Linked DNA regions of Anas platyrhynchos: region 2 is linked to region 1. Evidence: chromatin contacts called from public Hi-C data. All regions are on one chromosome and are shown on one strand. The core of a region is the stretch at or near the end of the contact, and the rest is flanking DNA. Distances in the headings are between cores, read along the strand shown.

The links. Hi-C and Micro-C count contacts between places; a contact is called where the count stands out from the background.
Region 2: a Hi-C map of small yellow follicle shows a contact between it and region 1, with 1.7 times the contacts expected there. The contact joins the enhancer-like site here to the promoter of SDE2 in region 1. A contact is called at or near these places in 2 of 8 Hi-C or Micro-C datasets (skeletal muscle and small yellow follicle).

The regions. Positions count from the first base shown.
Region 1 is chr3:20,224,891-20,231,858 of IASCAAS_PekinDuck_T2T, reverse strand. SDE2 (SDE2 telomere maintenance homolog) reads right to left here and starts at 3,282. Exons shown (of 7, transcript XM_027453691.3): 1 at 3,116-3,282; 2 at 2,822-2,939; 3 at 672-783; 4 at 1-82. The coding sequence starts at 3,226. LOC140002108 (a long non-coding RNA gene) reads left to right here and starts at 3,461. Exons shown (of 6, transcript XR_011808062.1): 1 at 3,461-5,972.
Region 2 is chr3:20,270,797-20,277,764 of IASCAAS_PekinDuck_T2T, reverse strand. TMEM63A (transmembrane protein 63A) reads right to left here. Exons shown (of 25, transcript XM_072035496.1): 7 at 6,244-6,386; 8 at 5,563-5,614; 9 at 4,319-4,427; 10 at 3,845-3,915; 11 at 3,322-3,402; 12 at 2,663-2,786; 13 at 2,162-2,295; 14 at 2,013-2,042. All of the region lies in intron 2 of LOC101789646 (left-right determination factor 2), which reads left to right. Among named protein-coding and RNA genes, the nearest start is that of TMEM63A, 11 kb to the right of the region's middle. Within about 2 kb of position 2,769, at least 2 of the 8 cell types and tissues checked have an H3K27ac peak or open chromatin away from gene starts, as enhancers often do. A contact at or near this core is called in small yellow follicle, where this site is marked.

The DNA.
Region 1 (6,968 bases), core at 2,033-4,532:
AAGTTTCCGCTGCAGCCTTTCCAAGCGCCTTTGCTCTTTTTCTGCTTCCCGTTCTGCTTGCTGCTTCACCCATTCTGCCATCCTGCAGATTACAGAGCCATGAAAATGAGGGCATTTCCAACATTTAATGTAATATTAATTTGTTACTTTGCAATTACCAAATGCTGAAGAACAAAAACATTCATGGGAATTACTGAAAGAATATACAGAAAGTCTGCTAAAACGAAGAGAATAAACTTTATTCTGGAAGCCAGAAACAGCATGAAGGTCAACCTTCCCCAATATCATGGCCTTGAAGCTTCAGACAGAACTGTGAGACTTTCAGATTAGAAATCTAAGACGTGTATATCAGTCTTCTCTCAGAAGAAGGTCAGGGTACAATCACCTCTATTTTCCAATAATACATTAATGCCAAAAGAATGCTGTTGACTTCCTGCTCTAGGTGCCCCTGCTTGAGCAGGGGGATAGGACCACTTACCTCCAGAGGTCCCTTCTAACCTCAACCTTTCTGTGATTCCAGTCTCTCTCTGCTTATAGTTTCACTTTCAGTCCTTTTAGTATTCAAAATAAAAATTCATTGCTATAACAGCCTGTCATATGACCTCTTTTGTTAATAGTGAGTTACGCAGACACTTTATTTTATAATGCTAGCTTCTAAGAAAATGCCTCACGCTTTTTCATGATTGACATCTCGAAGTCTCCTTCCACTGAGATCTCGGCAAGCCTCTCTATTTGTTGTCTTTTCGATCTGTGCACCAAGTGCTCGCAGCATAGATCCAAACCCTGAGGAAAACAAGTAATCAAGAATTAGATAAACAGAAACAAATGGAGATGAGTTAATACAAAACAAAAGAATTAACTATGGAAATATAGTGAGTTCAACACTTCTCCTTCCCTCAATGCTACTGAAATACGGGGTAAGTTGAATATTACAACACATTAGAAACGTCACCAAGTGACATTTTAGGAGTTAGCCATAGCCACTTCATCAAGATGATCATGATGGACAATGTTATGCTGGACAGCCCCCCAAAATAGATTTCTATATGCTCCTCAGCACAACTGCTAACTTTTCTTACCAAGTTCCATCTTATGTTGTCTCAAATTTGAGAAAGACACTTAACAGCCTCAAAGAGACAATGTGGATTAATAAAATCCTTTAAGCAACTTGAAAGTACCAAGCACAGTTTTTCAATTAAAAGCTGAACACATCTGTACCATCAGTGCCCTTAAAGTACCTTTAAGAAGCGTTGCAAATATCAACCCATCCAGATAGTCTGCTGGACCATGAGGCAGAAGAAGTACTGTGTTCAGCTAATAAAACCCATTATTGCCATTGGCGATGAGAATTTATATAGCTCATTGAACACGCTATTGAATTTCACATTCTGAAGAGTAAGAACCTAGTTGTTACACCTAGCCAGACATGCTCCCAAAAATCAACAGCAATGAATTCATTAAGGTTGCAAGTGCTGAATTAGACCTGGTAACAGAGCGCTCAGTCTTCTTATAAGATGATAAGCATGATCTGTAATTCTTTGAGATCATACAATAAGTCTTGATATTTCTGAGTTGTGCTTGTATGCCTATTTTTAATCAGTCTTTTATGTTACAAAGTCAAATCAAAGCAGACAAAATTGTCAAAGGGCAATTTTTAAGCAACTCCAACAGCACATCAGTAACACAGAGTGAATCACAGCATGCGCATCCTGGGTCATCCCAGGATAACTGAAACTGACAGACAATAGGTGAGGAAGATGGCTGCTACACAATAAGCTTATAAAACATGCAATACTTTTAGGGCACCTAACCAATCAACATGATAGCTCATAAGCTAAAGCAAAAATATTTCTTTTCAGTTCTTTCTAAAAACTATGAAGAAGGCAAAGCAAGCTGAGATGCAGTCTGATGCAAGGCTGCACCGTTATTCAGCATTTTAGCTCAATGGCCAGGAAACTTCAAGAACTGGATTCAAAAAGCAAACTTACATGGACTTCATTTACACACAAATATACTCCGCTAAACTTGTTTCATCCTTCATGTCAGATTTTAGAGAATGCCTACATTGTCAGTGGCTGCATGGTTTTGTGTGATTAACACATTATCTACAACAACATTAAAATATTTTAACAATACAAGCAGCCTGTTTTAGGCCGAAATCTTTAGTTCTCAGGGTACTAAGACCTTGGCTTTATTTTTTCAAATAAGAAAAGACAAAATCAATTAAATTATATAACATATTCAAGCCACAGACTATTTGTAGCTGAAATACTTGTCCTAAGTGACAGCAAGTGAAATTTAGGAGCCTAAGAAGCCTTTTAAATACAATTTTGATCCTGAATTCACTCAGAGGCACCTTACGGATTTCTGCTAGTAGAGCTACGCTAACTAGGGATGCAAAACAGAGCAGTGCCAACAACGGCTGTCACAGAATCATCTAGGTTGGAAGAGACCTCCAAGATCACCGAGTCCAACCTCTAACCTAACACTAACAGCCCTCCACTAACCCATATCACTCAGCTCTACATCTAAATGGCTTTTAAAGACCTCCATGGATGGTGACTCAGCCACTTCTCTGGGCAGCCTATTTCAATGCCTCACAACCCTTTCTGTAAAGAAGTTGTTCCTAATAACCAGCCTAAAGTAAACTCTCAGCCTTGGCTTTACTTTGTGGACAGCCCGCAATCATCTGCATTACGAGATATCTGCTACCAGATTACAACTTCTGATACCACTATCGTTTGAGGTATGAAATAGATAAACAAATAAATAAAATTTAAAGCTCAGACGTGAATTAGTAAGGAAACGACGAAGCACAAACCTCCTTTTCCCCCACAAAGCCTCGTTTCCAGGCTATACACCATGCCATCTTGCAGTTCGTCGTCATCATCCGCCAGCCGCCCGTTGCACTTCACGTACAAACTTTCTTCGGGAATACACTAAAAAACAAACAAACAAACACAATTTTGTCACACGATCGGTTGAAAAAACGAAATAACCCGACGAAGTAAGCCGCTAAGGAGGAATCAGAGGGGTTGGAAGGGACCTCCCCGCTGAGGCACGGAGCCCGAAACCCGGCCCCGGGCGCTGCCGGTGCCCGCTGCCCGCCTCTCACCAGCCGCCGGGCGCAGTCCCTCAGGAGGCCGCGCACGGAGCCGCCGCCGGGGGGCAGCGGCAGCGGCCGCGCCCGGGAGCCCAGCGGCTCCCTCAGCAGCGCCAGCGCCATCTTAGCCCCGCGCCGCCAACGGCCGCCCCGCCCCGCCCCGCCCCGCGCCGCGCTGCCGTCACGGGCGCGCGGTTGGGTGACGTACGGCGGGAAGGAGGGGGGGGGGGTGAGGGCTGGTGCGGGGCGATAACGGGATGGGGATGTTGGGGATGGTGCACGTAGGGTCTCTGCCCTGTCTCTGGGTGGTTTAGCTATTTATTTATCTATTTATTTATTTACTACCCTAGGGGGCTTCCTAGTTGCTGGGCTTCCATTTTTTATTTTTTATTCCAGGGTGCAAACCTCCCCAAAGGTTTCCTGCGTGTGTTGTATGTTATAACCTTCGGGGTCAAACTGACGTTTCAGTCCGCTCAGGGACCCAATTTATCATTTTTATCTGTGTGAGGTCATTCTGAGCAGTTAGGTGTTTTAACCGCTGGCTCATAGTGGTCGGTCTGGGGGAGTCTGCATTCACCATGAAAACACTGCAATGTGAGGACCTTTCCTGGGAGGGAATAGAAGCTCGCAAGCAGTGACCTGATATTCTGCTTTAGGAAATGGCCCCGAGAATGGTTCATCTGGAGTGCTGCATAGACAAAATGCCCTGTCTGCCAGTGTGCGTGGCACACGCAATCTTAAAAGCCGTTTCCACCCCTTTTCTACACTAGATAATTGTACCTTTCTGATTCAGATTGATAAGTGCAGCCTACGAGGTTATAAAGGCTCTTTAAAGCGTGTCGCAGCGCCTCTGTGAGAACATAATAGCAGGCAAAATACACACTTTCTCTAAACATGCTTGTCTGATCTGCCGCTTTGGTAGTGGTGGCAGCAGCATGAGAAGTGTGGCAAAATACTGACAGTGTGGTGAGTACAAGCAACGTGCAGCTGTTGTGTGTCCAATCAAAGGTGGTACAAATTGCAGGTAATGAGGTGCAGGACGATGGATTTATTTGTCCTGCTCACTCCTACATGCATTTTAGCGTACAGTTAGGGAAGAGGCCTCAAACTCTGAAACCTGGGGCTGATTCAGTAGCATAGTTACATAAAATGCTTTTAAATCAGGATGAAATTTGAGCTCTTTGTGACAGACAGTAGCTACCCGTAAGCAGGGGGTTCAAAGAGCGGTTTGCAGAAGGCGTACAGCTCTATCACTGCAGAAGGAGCTGTGTACAATGGCACGATGGAGATCCAAGCAGTGCAAGTATTGCATTCTTCGAAATGTGCTTCGAAATGTGGCTTCGAAATGCTTTCAATGTCTTCAATATAGCCATCTGGGGAGAGGATGTGTAAAGGTAGGCTGCTGCTGCCTGCCTCTTGTAAGGACTGTCGCAAACACCGGCAGAAACACAGTCAGGCTCGGCAGCCTCCTGCCCCTCTATGACTGCTACGACAGTGTCAGTCACCGAGAGCCGGGGCTTTTTGTGCAGATACAGCCACACAAATCTGGCCTGCGGCCAACGGATGGCTGATACGGTATTTCCAAGGCAAGAAACGGCCTCTTAGCTTCACGTATCGGTGGAATTATGATCACTGCGGGATGCAGCAGTGCATCCCTACACCCAAAGGGTGGAAGATGGGCAGAGTCGGTGCGATCTGAGCTTGGTGCGGTTGCTCCGTGCCGCCGGCAGCGAGCGTGGCGGATCAGCCAGGCACACCTGCCGCCTCAGCCGCCTTCCTGCCGGGGGAGGCTCGTCCTGGCTCCCCAGGGCCGCCTGCAGAGGAGGCTGGACGGGTGCCGGGGCCGGCGGCTTATCTGGCGCCGGGCGGAGGTTTATCTGCCTGCCTCAGCTCTGGGCCCGGGGGCTCCCCGGCCGCCCTGCAGGCCGTTAGGAAGGCAGATAGGCGGCCATGTCGGGGCCTGGGGCGAATTGAAGGTCTCGAGGCGGCTGTGCTTTAAAAGGACGGTGCTGGTCCACGCTTCTGGGCTGCTCTCGCCTGTGGGAGTGCCGTGCTGCTGGGCTGGGCTGTGTGGAGATGGGGCTGTGCTGCCAGGCGGCCCCGAGGGTGTGTGGCAAACAGAGGTGGCATGACCCGCAAGCGCGGACTTCACGTCAACAAATGCATAATCAATTAAGGGGATCTCCCCATGGGATCACCTTGGCAAATTAACAAATCAAACCTGGCCGGCTCCTGCTTACACTGTATTCGTTTTCACAAAGCATTTTGACCCAGTCCAGACACCCCTTTGCTGTCTCGCTCCCAAGAGCAGGTTGGTATTTCTGAACTGCGTGCCGTGTGGTCGCGGTGCGACCATGCAATCTGATGTCCCTGTAGCCAGGAAAAGCTGTGGTGATTTTGTGCTGGATCGGGCCCCAGTTCGGCCCACGCTGTATTTTAAGTCACATGGTGCTGTTTGTTTCATTTATAACCACGTGCTTTATCTCTGGAATGCATCTAATATTGAATTCTGCTGGATTTTTTTTTTATTATTATTCATGTATCAGATTGAAATGTAATTGGCAATACACGAGTTATGCATGTATATGTATACACAGATGAGTAACTATTTTCTTAGATCTGCAGGCTTTCAGTTTGCATTCCAAGGGCATGATTCATTTCCTCCTCTGAAACTCCGGCTATTGGCACTGAGGGTGTGGAGCTTGCCAGTACAGGCCGAAGAATAGGCAGAGATATCCAGGAAAGAGTTGGGCTGCAGGACTCTCCGGTAGATGTGCTGAATCAGTGTAATTCACAGGCCATTTCTTATGTGTCTTTTCTGAATATTTTGTTCTACTCTCAGGTCTGTGCTGATGACTTCCTGGCCCTGGTAAGTGTTGGCTGAATTTGGCCTGCAGATGCATGCTGTAGCAGGAATGCACCTGTGAACGTGAAAGCTGACAACAGTGGAGTCATAAAATAAATCAGGCCCTTTATAGGTCATACATTGTCACCTCACGGGTAATTTGGGGCTGTTAATGTTGTACTGTCTGTAGTTCTGGGTGGCTATAGGTAGGTGACTGGCACAGATCCCTGCAACGAATCAGGCTGGAAGTGACATCTATTGGATAGAAGAGTAGTTTTCTTTTAGCTTAGTCTGGCAGCAGTGCTAGGTATTTAGTCCCTATTCGCATCATCTATGCGATACCATTTAGCTAGTGCAACATTACTGTCCCTAGGAAAGCTGTGTGAGTGTTCCTGTATCTCTTGTTCTTCATTACACTTCTATACCTAGAACTCATCAAAAGCACGTTGCCTTGCTCCCCACAAAACAGGTCTAAATAAGTCAAAAAGTCTGTTACTGTAATTTCCACTTTGAAATGTATTTTATTAGAAATCTTATCCCCTTGATAAAACAACAATCAGTCTGTTATTCTGCAGTGGTGCTGTAGAGATAATGAATCATGCCTAACGTCTTTCATTTAGAAGAGATTTTACAGACATAATTAATTAACTTGACACTATTGTTATAGCATAAGTAAGTATTCCAACTTTTAAATAGTGAAACTCAGGCAAACTGGTTACACTGCTTTCTCAATTCAGTGTAAGGACAATTGCTCAAATATGAAATTTCCTACTATTTTGACATAATTTTCAGAGATGAGAGCACCCATCCTTTTCTTATTTTATTTTGGGTACTGTGCATGTGATGCCTGAGTTATTGAGTGTAGTTCTATGGCCTACAACATGTAGTGTGCTAGACTATTTTCTGCTTAAAATCTGTTACTACATTTAACATGGAATAGAGTTTTCTTAAGTATTTAGTATCTAGAACCATCAGATGTATAACCATCAAAATGCTATTCACTCATTCATTCATCCTTAC
Region 2 (6,968 bases), core at 1,520-4,019, 46 kb before region 1:
TCAATGTATTTAAACCACATTGAAACATGGCCAGAATAAATGCTCTAAAAGATTTCTCAAAACACACCGACAGAAGTGATAAGCATATATTCAGAGACAATACAACTGTGTGCAAGTTACAGTGTAAAAAGGTTCTACTCCAGATAAACACCATTTCACTAGCATAGAAACAGTATACATGTACATTGTATTTGAACAAGTGGACTGTAAAATTCCTGAACATGCTTTTTTATAAGTCATGCTCTTAACATAAAGAAAACAGAGAACCACGCAGACACCAAACAAAACAATAGAAGACAAAACAGATTTTTACCTTACCAGAATTCAAGTAGCGATGTAAAACTGTAAATACTTGCTGCTGCAAGATGCTAAGAAAGTTTTTCGATACTTCGATAGCTTGTTTTTAAAGAGTAAATATGAAGCAAGCTTTAGCAATTCCAACCACACTACACCAACATGAGCACCAACTTCAATCCAGCTTCTACAGCTACCTGACTCCATGAACATCAGTCCTGGCTTCCAGCTTCCTCCACCCTATTTTATTTCAGGGCTCTGTGGGGCAGAGACCACTAGTGGCACCATATGACTTTCTAATCTGATGGTAGCCTCAGCTCCTTCTGTAATCTAGTTTTCCAAAGAATAGAATCCACTGCAAGCTAAACAAGCTAAAATATGTTCCATTCTTAGTAACTCCAACTCAGATGCCTGCAGTGCAATTCAGAACACGTCTGAGAAGAAATTATCCTATCAAAATTAAAAACAAGAAATGAACAGCTAGAGAAAGAACCTCAGTGCTTATTTTTCCTTTTAGATTCACATCTTAAAGCATTAATTCATGCTCTAGAATCTCAAAGTACAGTATGTAACATCACAAAAACAGAAGGGCAGATTTCATCACATAATTAATAGTCGGTTAAAGAGCAGCATGCAAAGTTTTTCCAGCATCTCAAATCCTTGAAATCCTACACCCTGGAGTTCCCTGAAAAGAGCCTGAAAGACTGGCTCTCTACTGTGACTTGAGGGTCAAAAGAACACAGACAATTTAAACTAGAAATGCTATGAAGAATTAAAAAAAACAAATGTGATGTGTTATGCTTCTATTACAAATATTACTCTGCTTCCCTTTACTCACTTCATGCTAGTAAGAGATGCTCACAAACTGCTAAACAAAATGGCAGCTTACATGCGTTTTCTCTACACACAACTAAATAAAAGGGGCTGAACACCTTCTGATAATAGGTCTACACACGTACCTATAGTAAAAGGTACGAAATACACATATAGTAAAATCCTAAGTCAAACAGATTTTGAGGGTCATAAGCAATCTACAAGCAAAAAAGGAATATTGAAACAGATTGTGCCATATAACCCTCCATCATCTCACAAAGAAGTATTCCTAAAACCTAGAATAGCTTTAAAAATGTCATAGCTTTAAAAATGTCTTTTTTGAATTGTCTTATCCTAGCTTATCTAACAACTTAATTTTTAAAAAGTATGGTGAATAATTATGTACTCACACAGATTTATAGACACATACACAACATAAAAAGACTGAGCGCACGGACACACATACTTTTCATTAAATCTTGCACACCAAGTTATTAAGCTATTTATTTACAGACACTCAAAGCTGGAAACTTCAGTTTCTCCTCTTTACTCTGCCTGGTTCTTTGCCAACACTAAACATCCAGAAACTACCTTTAAAACAAAAATAATTAAGCACTGATGGCCACGTCAGTCACTAACTACTTGGTTGAGATTACTAACTAGCAGTATAATTGGCACCCGTTGTGATAGATTGGTAACTTCACTTGCACAGTAGAAAATGGAAAAATCAGTAACCCACATTCAAGATCCAACTAGTCTGACCTACTATTAGCCTACACTGATGCATCCCACACAGAAGAGGAAGTTCCTTATACCAATAAATGTCTAGAGCCATTTAGTCTCTTAGCATCTAAATTCTTTGTTTGAAATATAGAGGCTTAACGCACACTTACAGGGAAACTTACCAGTAAGCAGAGCAGACCAAATCCACAGGACGGTGAAGAAGAAGAAAGGAAGAAGAACCAACATAAGCACACAAGCAACATAAATCAGATCAGATTAGTAGTACTATTACAGTTAAAACAGAACAAAGACAACAGCAGACAAAACTTACTAGGTTGCCATGGATTTCTCTTGAAATGTTACAAATGCCATTCCCAGTGGTTTATTTTTAACAGCTTGTTCCTCCTTTGAGAATTCTTCCATCAGTGCATTATTAACTCTAGTATAATAATCTACAGCATCCTCCTGTTGGGAAATTGAGGACTGTTACTGTTACATCCAAGTATCAGATAGCTAATACCTTCATTAAAATACAGTTTACACAAACCATAGCCCCTATTCCTTACACTAATTCCAGAAATTACAAATCACATCACTGCACAAAGACAAACAACCAGAAGGGGGTTTTTTTGTACTTCTGTTTTTGCACTACGATTAAACCTCAGAAATTTTAAGGCACTCCTCTTCCCTACTGTAAAAGAACATGAAAGATGAGCTCCCTGCAATACATAATTATCTTCTGAAGTTCAACAAGATGTTACACAAAAAACAGTTTTCTCTACTCCTATATTAATCTTCCCAGCCACAAGTAAGAATGAACGTTATCTCTTACCCTTTCACATCCTCTCATTTCACAGCAGCAGAACTGACCACATGGCTTCGGGTTGATTTGGACTCGCTTGCCGTGCTTCTGATGCAGATGCTTATAGTAAGTCAGGCTTTTTTCTGCCTGTTTCCTAGATAGAAAAATACATCCAAAACATTTTGCAAGAGAACAGTATCAACAGCAAGTTACCCCCAAGAGAAAAAATTACGTCAAGGACTCATAACAAATCAAAGATACTCATATATCTTATTTTGTCTACTTCATACAATTTATTTTCAAACCTATAATATCATGAGTCTACACTTGTTGTGAGGTTCCAGAAGGAAAAGTTGTTATTGTATAGCCCAGAAAACAACCCTTTTTCCTTCTGTGTCCAAGATCTCTGAGCAAAGCAAAGGTCTGCTACAGTTTCTAATTACTAATGTAACAGCTCTGTTTTCCACTTTGTACTGCCCAAACAAACAAACAAAAAAAAAAACAAACAAAAAACCAGCTACAGCTCACTTCAAAATACAGCTGAATCTAACTGAATACCAGACCAGAACTTTAAGAGCAGAAAGCAGTTCTAGTATATGCAAGCTTAGTACTACTTGTAAAAATTGATTGAGGACTGGCAAAACATTCATAAAATTATTCCAAACTCAGATATATTACAAAAAGAGTACCTTTTTTTAAATAGATAAATAAGCCTGGCTACATCATAACACAGCTGGACCTCCAGCACAGAGCAGCTTGGGTAGGCAGCACTGAAAAGGAAGCACTATGTGAGAAAAGACAGTACACTGAAGAAACTTTTTCAAAGAGCATCATTGATATCTAAATGACATCTCAATGGTGTACCACAGAGAGGAGACTTCCATGGAGACAGATGCTGAAAGTTACTTGAATGAGATGTGCAGCATTATTCCCAAATAAAAGCCATGTGGGAGCATTAATGGTAAGCATGGATATGCAGCCACTTTTTTAGATTCTAATATTCAGATCAGCTATCTAGCTTTATTGAAATATAATATCTTCCCTTCTATTCTCAATTATTTCTAAGTAATAAATACACTTAGAAAAGATGGATACTATAACATGGATTTGAAACAGTGCAAGAGTCAAAAAATATTTGTTTGGACAGGTAGAACTACCAGGATAATTTTAAATCGCCTGTTCCTAATAATACTCGTCAAGCACAGAACTTACATGAAATGTTGTCGTATGGTTTCTTGATTTACATTTTTTGGAAGACCAGTTATAAACAACGTGCATTTTACCTGCAAAAGAAAAAAAAAAATCCTATTTTGAGAAACCAACCGTATGACTAAGGAGAAAAGAATATGAGGAAGGAATTGACATAGCACAGATAGCTAAGCTTTAGAGGGGGGTGGAAAAAAAAAAAGTAGGATGCTCTGATTTTGATGGAAGCTGCACCTATTCAAGACGGCAACACATTTACCTTCTATACTAGTTGAAGATGCATCAAAATTTCACAAGTCCCTCCCCACTCCTTGTCTCTCCAGCCATGTTTCACAATTCACTCAGTGGAGTTTTGCTTTCAGTAAATTCCCCTCACACTTGCATCACATTCTAGCAAGGAGGAGGCATCTTAGCAATTTACTTTTCTAATATTATTCACTTTCAAACACTTAAAAAAAAAAACAAAAAACACAAACTTACTATGTTTTCTTCTTTATATGTGACTGCCTTCATGTGATGTCTCATGAAGACAACGGTCAGAATCAGGTAAACAACAGCAAAAAATGTGTGCAGCCAAAGAAGATCGTTACTGTTGGACAAAATGTTATGAATGTGAGAAATAGAAACAACTAATTGTCCTACTGATACAAGCAGCCATCAAAACCTTTCTTTGAACACCATCATAAAAAAAGTAATAACTGGTAAATAGTCATACCCATGAAGATGCTTGGACAGCCACTAGGGTTACTCATTGCATTTTACAATAAACAGTAAACGAAACTGCACAGAAAACCACTATTCTATAGCATGGACCTTTTAGGAGGCATTTGGCTTGTGCCTTTGCATTCAGATTATCAATAGTATACCCCACAGTATTTGCCAAAATGTATTTTATTGGCATAACCACATTTAGTGCATAATTGAACTCCCCTTGAAGACAATCCTTACCCAAAATGAAAATAACCCAATACAGGGAGTAAACATTGCTTCTCTGATAGCTTGTTCCTCCAAACTTAGGAAAGTTTGGTTCTATGAACAGCTCTTCATTTTTGTGAAGAGCATTAATAATTACAGTTAACTTAAGACTTAATCTTAAAACTTAACTTAATCTATTTTGCAGATAAAAAACAATCAAAAGTCTCCACTAGTTACTAGGAATCATGATGTGGTTAGAAAAAATGAAGTGCATTGGCAGAAATTCTATTGGACATAAGAGCATAGATAGATTTTTTTTTTTGATCAAGTAATACAACACAGAAAAAACATATAGCCTTGTATTTCAACTATTGTATAGGTTTAAAAAAAATAGAAGTAATTTTAACAGTGGTCTCAAATGGGACAGACACATGCAAATCCAGTGTAACTCAAATGACTTGAATTCTCTTACATGTTACAGTAAAGCTGTCAGCTTTATTTCCCTTTCTGCACCATGGTTTCTTTCAACATGGAAATTTCTGAAAATAATATTGTTAAATGTGTGAACATTAGCCAAGAAAAGCACATGGTATAGGAAGTAAGAGCTGAGAGTAGAAGCCAAGTTTCTAGATTTCTTATCAGTGCTGTAATGCGTAGCCTGAAGCAGAACACATCCCAGTTTCAGTTGATGATGCTTAAATAAGTAATTCCTACCCTGTGAGCCATGTTGCAAGTATCAATTCATTGTGTTTAGAGACTATGGTAGGAAAGAGACATAAGTATAAAAGTTCTCTGCAGCATTTACTTACCCAGTTTCTAAATTTTGTATAGTTGTTCTTCCAAAACTATAGGGATCTTTAACTAAGAACAAAAACAAGTATCGTAATTAACTGGTGCAAAATTCACATGCAAACTATGAGAAAGCCAGCTTTTCTCTTTTTAAAATATCGATCTATTCAACATTGAATATATTCAGAATCATAATCAATGCTAGTTTGCAATATTGCATTTTAAAGTTGGCAAAAGAGTGCAAGTAATAAACCACTTTCAACCTATCAAGAGAAATAATAATTTTTAAGATCTGAATATCAGATCTTTGCAGCCTGTCCCCCTCTCCTCTAAGTCTCTGTTCATATCCAATTAACAATGCTGTTTAGGGTTTAGAATCCGTTTCCTTCACATTCTTATTTCATCTTCACTGATTTCTCTTCTCTGACAGTTTTTTTAAACTGCATGAATTCAGTGCTTACAGAACAATACCAATAACCTTACTGAGGTCAAAAATGAGAAAATTTATATGGCTTTGCTTCTTAGACTATCAGATATTTGAAAAGCCATCATTCAAGTGACTGAAAATTGAGTATATGTTCAAAGGAGAAAGAGATATACTATATCTGAAAAGCTAAATGATCTTTTAGCACCGACTATTACAAGTTCAACCATCACAACAGAAAGAACTGCACGTGCATAAACAATGTAAAAAAACTTACCAAGTAGATCACCTGATAAGTTGACAGGCAGTATGACACCCACAGACAAAACACTGACAGCAATCAACAAACAGATGATGTGACGCTGGAAGGAAAGGTAATGTATGGCATCTTCACCACATCTGTCATGAATCTCATCATCACTACACCATTGACAGAAAAGCACAAAGGTCAGTCTACTCAGTATCACTGGGGTTTTTGTTTTCTGTGTCATTTTGTTTCTTAAACATACATTATTCTCTCAGTCTACCCAATGACTTTCAGTTTTCAACATGGTTGCGTTCCTTCACACAAAAGTTTAACTTCAAGTTCCAACAGTGTCTTCTTGCACAGTATCAACATACGAAAATTAACATAGAGAAATTTAAGATAGAAACAAGTAATCTGAAAAGGAAATATGCATACAACATCCTTTTATCAAGCTAGAGATGACAAAGACATCTGCCATGACTTCCTGTTTTAAGACAGTCACAGGGTTTTAAGTCTAACTCAAATTTTAGGAACACGCTGTGACAGCATTCATTCATCTCAATTTCCATGAGGAAAATGATAACAGAACCACCTTACTTTCATGCCTCCCAATTAACAGAAGGTATTAATACGTTTCCAAAAGAACCGTCATCTACCTCTTTTCAGCAAGACAGATGAGTAAAATATTAGTTCTTAGAAAAGGAAGGAACTGAACTAGCGAAAACAGAGAGACAGGCTCAAACCCCATCCCTTTC